Regions from separate parts of the Sus scrofa genome. Here regions 1 and 2 are each linked to region 3. The links are chromatin contacts, called in public HiChIP or PLAC-seq and promoter capture Hi-C maps. All regions are on one chromosome and are shown on one strand. The core of a region is the stretch at or near the end of the contact, and the rest is flanking DNA. Distances in the headings are between cores, read along the strand shown. Region 1 overlaps SLC17A5 (sialin). Region 2 has its middle 59 kb from the start of SLC17A5. Region 3 holds the start of EEF1A1 (eukaryotic translation elongation factor 1 alpha 1).

Region 1 (2,795 bases), core at 167-2,666, 94 kb before region 3:
CAATTCAGGAATGCAACCTGGACTCGAGATAAAGATGTAGGAGCATTTGACATTGGAGCGTGAATGAAGCTGTGGAGTTGGATAAAACTATGCAGTAAACTGTGAGAACTTCGGGAATCCATGGGAAGGAAGAGCGTGATACAAAGATAACTGAGAAGAAGCAACAGGAGAAGGATAAGGAAAGTGAGAGAGATTAGTACCCCAAAGGGACAGCTTGATCGGCAGTGTCAGGTGCCCCATGGAAGTTAAGTAAAGGAATAATGAACGTGTTCTGTGCGTCAGACAGCCAGGTGGAGAAGTTCGTCATTGATCGTGGTGACAGGGCTCCCATGGAGCTCGGAGGCAGAAGCTGGGCTGCAGTGACCTGAGGTATGAGGGGGAGGATGAAGAAATGAAAACAGCATAACAGCGGTTTCAAAGTTCCCACTGTGGCACAGCAGGTTAAGGATCCAGTATTGTCTCCACGGCAGAATCACCAGAGTGTCTATTCAAAACAATGCGGAATCACTGGTCACAGAGCCAGGAAATCTCCATCCTGTTCCCCTCTGTGTTGTTCTCAAGGAATTAAGATTTGCGAACCACTGCCAAGAAACAGCTCTTTCAAAGCTGTTAACTGTGAGGGAAGTAAAAAAGCCAAAGATGGACACTGATGAAGAATTTTTTTTTTAGGGCTACACCAGGGCATATGGAAGTTCCCAGGCTAGGGGTCAAATCGGAGCTACAGTTGCCAGCCTACACCACAGCCATGGCAACATAGGATCCAACTGCATCTGCAACCTACACCACAGCTCACAGTAACACCAAATCCCCGACCCACTTGAGCAAAGCCAAGGATCGAGCCCACATCCTCATGGATACTCATCAGATTCGTTCCCAGTGCACCAGGACAGGAACTCCAAGGATTTTTTTAAGACTAAAGAGACCCAGGTGTGTTAATATGCTGAGATTAAAAGGCCAATGAAGAACAAGAGATGAAATGGTAAAGAAATAAAACTAACAGGGTAGTAAAAGACAGGAAGGATGAGCTTTCAATGGAGAAGAGAAGGAAAGCAGGAACTTTTCAGTTGAAGAAAGTTTTCAGGTGAGCTGAGAAATTGAGGCCTGTGGTTTTAAAATACAGCCAGAATTCTTCCACACTCCTCCCTTCAAGGAGGTGGAGCCTAGTTCCCCTCCTCTTGTGTGTGGGCTGACTTAGTGACTAGTTTCTGAGGAGTAGAGGGAAGTGATGGTCACTGACAGGCCCTAGAATGCAGCCCAGAATCCTCCTTGCTCTTTCTCTCTCAGATGACCCATTCTGGGGATGCCCACTGCCACGTGGTGAGCACATGCAAGGGCCAGTGGGGCGGAACTGAGGCCTCCAGCCAGCAGCCACACGAGTAATCCTGGAAGCTGATCCGGACAGGCCTTCCGATGACCACAGACCCAGCCAGCAACTTCACTGAAACCTCTTGAGGTTGAGCCAGAATCACCCAGCCAAGCACCTTCCACATTCCTGACCCACAGAAACTGAGATGCTAAATACTTGTTATCTGAAGCAGCTACCTTTTGAGGTAATTTATTATGTGGCAGTAGATTAACAGATTGAAAAATCTTAACTGGTAGTCTTTGATTTTCTCTGTGACGTGGGAGTCAGGTTCATTGCTAAGACTGAGGTTTTTATTTTTTTTATTTTTTTATTTTTTATTTTTTTTTGTCTTTTTGCTATTTCTTGGGCTGCTCCCGTGGCATATGGAGGTTCCCAGGCTAGGGGTCCAATCAGAGCTGTGGCCACCGGCCTACGCCAGAGCCACAGCAACGCAGGAACCGAGCCGCGTCTGCAACCTACACCGCATGCAGCTCACGGCAACGATGGATCGTTAACCCACTGAGCAAGGGCAGGGACCGAACCCACAACCTCAGGGTTTCTAGTCGGATTCGTTAACCACTGCGCCACGCCAGGAACTCCAAGACTGAGGTTTTTAAAATACAGAGTAAAGGACTTGAGAATGGTAAAAACTGGAAAGAGCGCCTGAGAAAAATAGTCACTGAGAACTCCTAGCAGAGCTTTGGATCATGGATGAGGATCAGCTAAATTTGAGATTAATAGTGTACTCTCACTGGTTTATAGAGTTGTTATTTCTTTGAGTGGCGATCTTTAGCAGCCCAAGCATAGTCCTGAAAAACGTGCTGTTGAATTGGTCTAGGTTTGCAATTTTAACAAGCTTATGCTTGAGTCGAAGAAATACGGGAATTGAGAGTTTGGGCACAAAAGAAGACTAGGCGTGTTATCTCTTGATGCTGTTAGGTGAAGGAACAGGAATCCTAATTCAAGCTGGCTAAGAAGCATAATCTACTAAAGCCCAGAAGCTTTGGGCAGGAGTTGATACCCAGCTATCCATCAGGTGCCCCCCAAGACCTGTTTCTTCTCCATTCTCTACTCTGCCTCCATGATACCATAAATGACTTCTAGTAACAACGGGATTACATGCTTCTTCATTTATCCCAAGCAAGAAAGGAAAGGGTCTTCTCCTCTCTTCAACATGGCAATAAGTCCTAGACTTCATATTGAACCAGACTGAGTCACATACCCACCCCTGAAGCAGCCTCATGGCCACAGGAATACTGTGAGACTTCATTGCAGTCAGCACATGCCTCTCAAGTTCAAGAGGAAGGAGGCAGTGCCCTTAAACCTCATGGGAGCAGGTGCCGAGGAGGCCATTGGTAACATGCACACAGCAGATGAAGATACCAACACAGAGAACTTGTTTGCAAGATGAAGAAACTAGGCACAAGGGAGCCATATGACTTGGAAAGTC
Region 2 (2,700 bases), core at 119-2,618, 76 kb before region 3:
GGAAACGAATCTGACTAGCATCCATGAAGACGCAGGTTCAACCCCTGGGCTGGCTCAGTGGGTTAAGGATCCGGTATTGCCATGAGCTGTGGTGTAGGTCACAGATGCAGCTCAAATCTGGATCTGGTGGTGCTGTGGCTGTGGTGTACGCTGGCAGCTGTGGCTCCGATTAGAGCCCTAGCCTGGGAACCTCCATATGCTGCAGGTGGAGCCCTAAAAAAAAAAAAATTAGTTGCTTAAAAATATTTAGTAAATAACCCTTTGTTAAATGAACTGAATTTTTTTTATCTTGTATATTGTTTTTTTAACAGGTTGTTTTCTTTTCAAAAAAGGCGTTAAATGTGTGACAGTTAAATGTGTGACATCTTTTAATAAAGAAATGATATGTCAACCTCCAAATAACTTATGTGGCAGTTATTAGTAAATGGTTTTGAAAGTATTTTAGGAGAGCTCAGTTCAACATAGGCAAAGGACTTCTCTCAGTTATACAACAAATATTTACCAAGTATTCATCACAGGCCGGGCTTAGTTCTTTGTACCCAGGAGAAAGCAGTGAAAAAGGCCAACCCTTTTCTCACAGAGCTCTGATTTAGCAAACAGTTTCCTTCACAGAGTCCAGTCTTTGGAACCTTCCGTGGCACTGTCCATCAGACAATCAAATCCAGGGGAAATAAGCATATACCAACTGACCTTGGGAGCCAGAGTTATGAAAGAAACGAGAGGAGCGCTGAAGTCAGCAGTTTGTATTAACTATTGTAATGTCCTTCTTACTTTAGCCTTTGTTTCATTTTCAAGTCAGAAATGAAGATTTTTTGAATTAAGATCCTGTTGCAAAGTAAATAATTTCTCTGAGGGCTGTTTACCACTATTCAAAATAAAATTTCCCGAATGGAAAAACATTGATAGAGTATTTAAGCAGGAAGCTCTATAGGAACCAGCCTTGTTCCTCTTCCTTTCAGGAAATCATGCTACTGCCTGGGATGATTAGACTTGGGGTAAATGTCTAATTTCAGTTAAAGAATAAATTATCTTTCTCATAGGAATGTAAATTAAGGTGGATCACAAAGCCTTTTCAGATGCCTCTGTCTTTTAGAGCAACCACAAGCAGAAAAGCCATTTACATAAAAGGGCTTCACTTTAAGAGGTTAACATAGAAACTACTTTTTAGGAGCTCTGCTGTGGTAAGCTTTGAGTACAGGCAATACTGAAAGCACATGAAATGTAACCAGTTTTCTGACACCACCTTCCATGTGGTTTGAGGAGGAAGAACACTAGTAATTTTCCAAGTGCCTGTTTACTTTCACTTTATCTTGGTGTTGGGGGAGGAGGCGGACGTTCCAGTCACTGCCAGTTCCGTGCTTGTGAGAAGCCGTTATTGCACAACTGAGCTGGCAAGTATTGAAGAGACATAGCCTTCCTGCAGTGGTAGGCTGCCCGTCTTCTGACAGGGTGAGCCCCACTTCCATCCTAAACTTTGTATTCTTTGCCAGACCTGCTCTCTCCACAGAACCTCTGAAACATGCTAGTGCTTGGGGATCCAGGGTGCATGCAGGCCCCAACTTGCATTCCAGCCACAAACAGCCTAGGTTCTCAGCATCTCACAACTTCACCCTCACTCCACAGCCCGAAACTTGAGTTTCCCACAGAAGATTGGTCAAGATTGAAAGCAATTGGGGTGGGACATACAGTCCATTCTTTTTAATGCTCAAGAACTATTTTGTGTGAAGTATTTGGATGCTGTGAGAGGAAATTCCAATGTGTATACTGTATCAATTACCTATACAAGGTCTATGATTATGCACCTTTTTCTTTTCACACCAAAGTGTCTGCTCTGCTGAGTTGTTCTGTCATCAGTGCAGGAAGTCCGTACTGGGGCATTTGCAGGAGTCTCGCTCGCTCTCTTTTTGGCCACATCCACAGTAGGTGGAAATTCCCAGGACAGGGATCAAACCCACACCACAGCAGCAACCCAGGCCACTGTAGTGATACCATGGGATCCTTAACCTGCTGAGCCACATGAGAACTCCAACAGGGGTCTCTTTCTGACCATCATCAGCTACAGAGAAGCACAGGACAGGTGACAGCATGTGTCCACTCCCACACAGATGACCTCACTGCATACAAACACTCTTGGAGATGCAGGCAACAAGACCTCGTTATACCTGGGCTCAGAGGTACAGTCTCTGACTGTTAATAGAGAAGTCTTGGCCCTTACAGGGACTCTGCCAGCAACCTTGGCTCACAGGGCCCACATCGATCAAATAAGACTACTGTCTCAAACTATTACATTGAGGTGGGGAGTTCCTGTTGTGCCTCAGCAGATTACGAGCCTGACTAGTATCCATGAGGACAAGGGTTCGGTCCCTGGCCTAGCTCAGTGGGTCAGGTATCCGTCATTCCCATGAGCTGTGGTGTAGGTCATAGATGTGACTCAAAGCCCACACTGAGGTAGCTACGGTGTGGGCCAGCAGCTACAGCTCCAATTCAACCCCTAGCCTGGAATCTCCATATGTCATAGGTGTGGCCAAAAAAAGCAATAAAAACAAACATATATTGCATTGGAATTTGTTGTATTACCATCTTAGCTCCATGTGTGATATTAGGGAATGTTTAGTTATTCTATGTTTGTGCTACAGTACAGTGAATCTTTTTAATGTTTTCTATAAAACTAAACATGGTGATACAATTCAGTTGTTCCTA
Region 3 (2,935 bases), core at 21-2,520:
AGATTGGCTCAAAAAGTTGCAGTAGTGCTCTACACGTGGAAGAGACGATCTAGTAATTAGCTCATTTAAAATAAAGGTTCCTCTTTCTTCAGGAATATTTTTGAATATCTGCCTGATTGCCAACCAAAAAGGCCTCATCTTGTCTTGCCCTGGATTTATGCCTAAAATGCAGTCACAATGGATAGGACGACAAAAGATGAAGCCGTTTATTCAAATGGGATAGGCCATTTTTGAGAAACAGTGATTTCACAGCAAACGTTGGAGTAGTAAATTGGGTGGATAAGCTTCCTGGCGCTGTAGATCTTAGTCTCTACTTGAGATCGTGTATAAGCACTGAACTCAAAAAATTCTTTTTAGGTTTTTCATGCTTGCAACCAAGAGTATACACTGGAAAAAAAATGTTAATAGGAGGGTAGACACACACTCAGGGTCTTAAACGTAATAAAATTAGGATTAGAAGTAAAGAAAACTGTAGTACTTAAGTCTATTCTAAACTCAAAAACTGGACGTCTGGAGTACCACGTGGTGTGTAGAACGAACTTAGATAAAAGAACTGAATGGAAAAAGCCAAGAGGTCAGCGCAGGAGCCTGTTCGCCAGGCTGTTGGTCAGCAAACTGAGCCACTCGCGGATTCTCGGCCCTGAAGACCGCCCCGAGGCCCCTGCCGCCGCGGTTCCCCGGCCTTTTACGCCTCCCTCTCCAGCCGGAAGGGGCGCGGACGGCAAGGGCGGTGGAGAAGCCCCGGCAGAGGAAGCGGCTCCAGGGGTTAGTCCTTAACCTGCGAGACCGCAAGACTGAGGACCGGTGGGGTACTGCCGGGTAAGGGCTCCCATCTCGGTCCAACTTTGCAGTTAAGCTACGACCGGTTCAGGGAAGATTCTGGACGCCTCCCCGCCGCCCCACCCCCCAGCTGTGCGGAGAGTAATTCATACAAAAGGAGGACTCTCCTCAGCCAGGGAAATCCCAGGGACCGTCGATAAACTCCCACTAAACCTAGAACCGAGTGAGCGCTCGACCCCGCCTCCCACCCACCAGCAGTCGTCATCCTCCTGGTTGAGAGGAGCATGCGCCGGGCGCCGTGTGCTCGTCAGTGGGCTGAACGCACATCGCCCACGGTCCCCGAAGATGGGGGGAGGGGACGGCGGTGGAACCGGTGCCGGGTGGAGGTGGCGCGGGGTAAACTGGGAAAGTGGTGTCGTGTGCTGGCTCCGCCCTTTTCCCCGAGGGTGGGGGAGGACCATATATAAGCGCCGTGGTCCCCGCGAACGTTCTTTTTCGCAACGGGTTTGCCGCCAGGACACAGGTGAGTACGGGTGTGGCCTCCGTCCGCATGGCCTCCGCCGGTGGCCACGGCCTTAGCGTGCCTCCCGGCCCCCCGCGCGTAGAGGGCTCTGCGCCCTGGTCCTGATTCCGAGCTGCGGGCGGGGGGAGGTGGAGAACTCGAGGCCCTCCGCTCTCGCGGTTCCCTACCGCGTGCCCGGTGGCGGCCTGCTGGGGCGCCGTGGCCGCCGCGTGCGATCCGCGCCTTCGCGCCCGCCCCGTCTGTCTTCGCGCTCGAGTTCGGCCGGCAGCCGCGTGTTACTGCCAGGGCGGCCCAGCCGAGGCCGCCCAAGGTGGCCTCCGTGCCCGGCGGTCCCGGGGCAGACGGCCGCGGCGGGGCGGGGCGGGCGGTCGGAGACCCAGCGCCCCGCCCGGGCGGGCTGCGAGCGCGGAAAGATGGCCGCTCCCGGTCTCAAGATGGAGGACGCGGACGGCGGGCGGCGCACAAAGGGCCGGGCGGTGCTGCCCGCGCCGCTTCCCGGGACTCGCGGCCCGGGTGGGGGAGGGGCTGGGCGCCGGGGCGGCCCCGTTCGCTGGGTGTAGGCCGGGCAGGGCCCGCAGGGCGCCGGTGCTAATGCTCCCTGGAGTTTGCCCTTGGCTGTTGGGGTTGTGCCTGAGTCTCCGGTCGTCGGGACAGTAGTTTAAAGAAGGTTTTTGTCGTCTTAGGTGTCGTGAAAGCCATCGCTAAAAGCTAAGCAAAAATGGGAAAGGAGAAGACTCACATCAACATCGTCGTCATCGGACACGTCGATTCGGGCAAGTCCACCACTACTGGCCATCTGATCTACAAATGCGGTGGGATCGACAAAAGAACCATCGAAAAGTTCGAAAAAGAGGCTGCGGAGGTCGGTAAAGTAACGTCAGCAAATTAAGTGGTAGTTCTCTAAAACTAGTGTATATCTGACTTGAACTAGTACATTGCAAAGTTTGCTAAGTGGCTTAACTCCAGCCAAGTTTAGGAGATGGAAGTGAAACCTAGCATTGCTTCCAAGTGGGACTAAGGAGTTTAGTTACCGAGTAACCCTTCTTAATCCCTGCAGATGGGAAAGGGCTCCTTCAAGTATGCCTGGGTCTTGGACAAACTAAAGGCTGAACGTGAGCGTGGTATTACCATTGACATCTCCCTGTGGAAATTCGAGACCAGCAAGTACTACGTGACCATCATTGATGCTCCAGGACACAGAGACTTTATTAAGAACATGATTACAGGCACTTCCCAGGTTTGTAGGATTAAGAACTCCTGAGAGTAACATTTTGAGTTATCTATAAATTGGCGAAACCATGGATCTGTCCTTTTTGGAGAGGTTTTCACAGGGTGTGGCCTTTTTTTCTTTTTTAAAGGCTGACTGTGCTGTCCTGATTGTTGCTGCTGGTGTTGGTGAATTCGAAGCAGGTATTTCCAAGAACGGGCAGACCCGTGAGCATGCTCTTCTGGCCTACACCCTGGGTGTGAAACAGCTCATTGTTGGCGTTAACAAAATGGATTCCACTGAGCCACCCTACAGCCAGAAGAGATATGAAGAGATTGTAAAGGAAGTCAGCACCTACATTAAGAAAATTGGCTACAACCCTGATACAGTAGCATTTGTGCCAATTTCTGGCTGGAATGGTGACA

Evidence for each region. Promoter capture Hi-C pulls out the DNA fragments that hold promoters and counts their contacts. HiChIP or PLAC-seq counts read pairs in DNA pulled down with a chosen protein or histone mark.
Region 1: an H3K27ac HiChIP or PLAC-seq map of alveolar macrophages shows a contact between it and region 3. The contact joins the enhancer-like site here to the promoter of EEF1A1 in region 3. A contact is called at or near these places in 1 of 5 promoter capture datasets (skeletal muscle), 17 of 47 Hi-C or Micro-C datasets (blood, embryonic fibroblasts, fetal heart ventricle and 9 more) and 2 of 2 datasets of contacts at active chromatin or transcription factors (alveolar macrophages and skeletal muscle).
Region 2: a promoter capture Hi-C map of liver shows a contact between it and region 3, with 7 times the contacts expected there. The contact joins the enhancer-like site here to the promoter of EEF1A1 in region 3. A contact is called at or near these places in 4 of 5 promoter capture datasets (fetal liver, fetal skeletal muscle and liver), 25 of 47 Hi-C or Micro-C datasets (adipocytes, adipose tissue, alveolar macrophages and 14 more) and 2 of 2 datasets of contacts at active chromatin or transcription factors (alveolar macrophages and skeletal muscle).

The regions. Positions count from the first base shown.
Region 1 is chr1:92,326,720-92,329,514 of Sscrofa11.1, forward strand. All of the region lies in intron 9 of SLC17A5 (sialin), which reads left to right. Among named protein-coding and RNA genes, the nearest start is that of SLC17A5, 41 kb to the left of the region's middle. Within about 2 kb of position 1,417, at least 5 of the 83 cell types and tissues checked have an H3K27ac peak or open chromatin away from gene starts, as enhancers often do. A contact at or near this core is called in alveolar macrophages, omental adipose tissue, retroperitoneal adipose tissue and 1 more, where this site is marked.
Region 2 is chr1:92,344,578-92,347,277 of Sscrofa11.1, forward strand. No RefSeq gene overlaps it. Among named protein-coding and RNA genes, the nearest start is that of SLC17A5, 59 kb to the left of the region's middle. Within about 2 kb of position 1,369, at least 62 of the 83 cell types and tissues checked have an H3K27ac peak or open chromatin away from gene starts, as enhancers often do. A contact at or near this core is called in adipose tissue, alveolar macrophages, brain and 9 more, where this site is marked.
Region 3 is chr1:92,420,681-92,423,615 of Sscrofa11.1, forward strand. EEF1A1 (eukaryotic translation elongation factor 1 alpha 1) reads left to right here and starts at 1,271. Exons shown (of 8, transcript NM_001097418.2): 1 at 1,271-1,303; 2 at 1,987-2,165; 3 at 2,361-2,540; 4 at 2,662-2,935. The coding sequence starts at 2,022.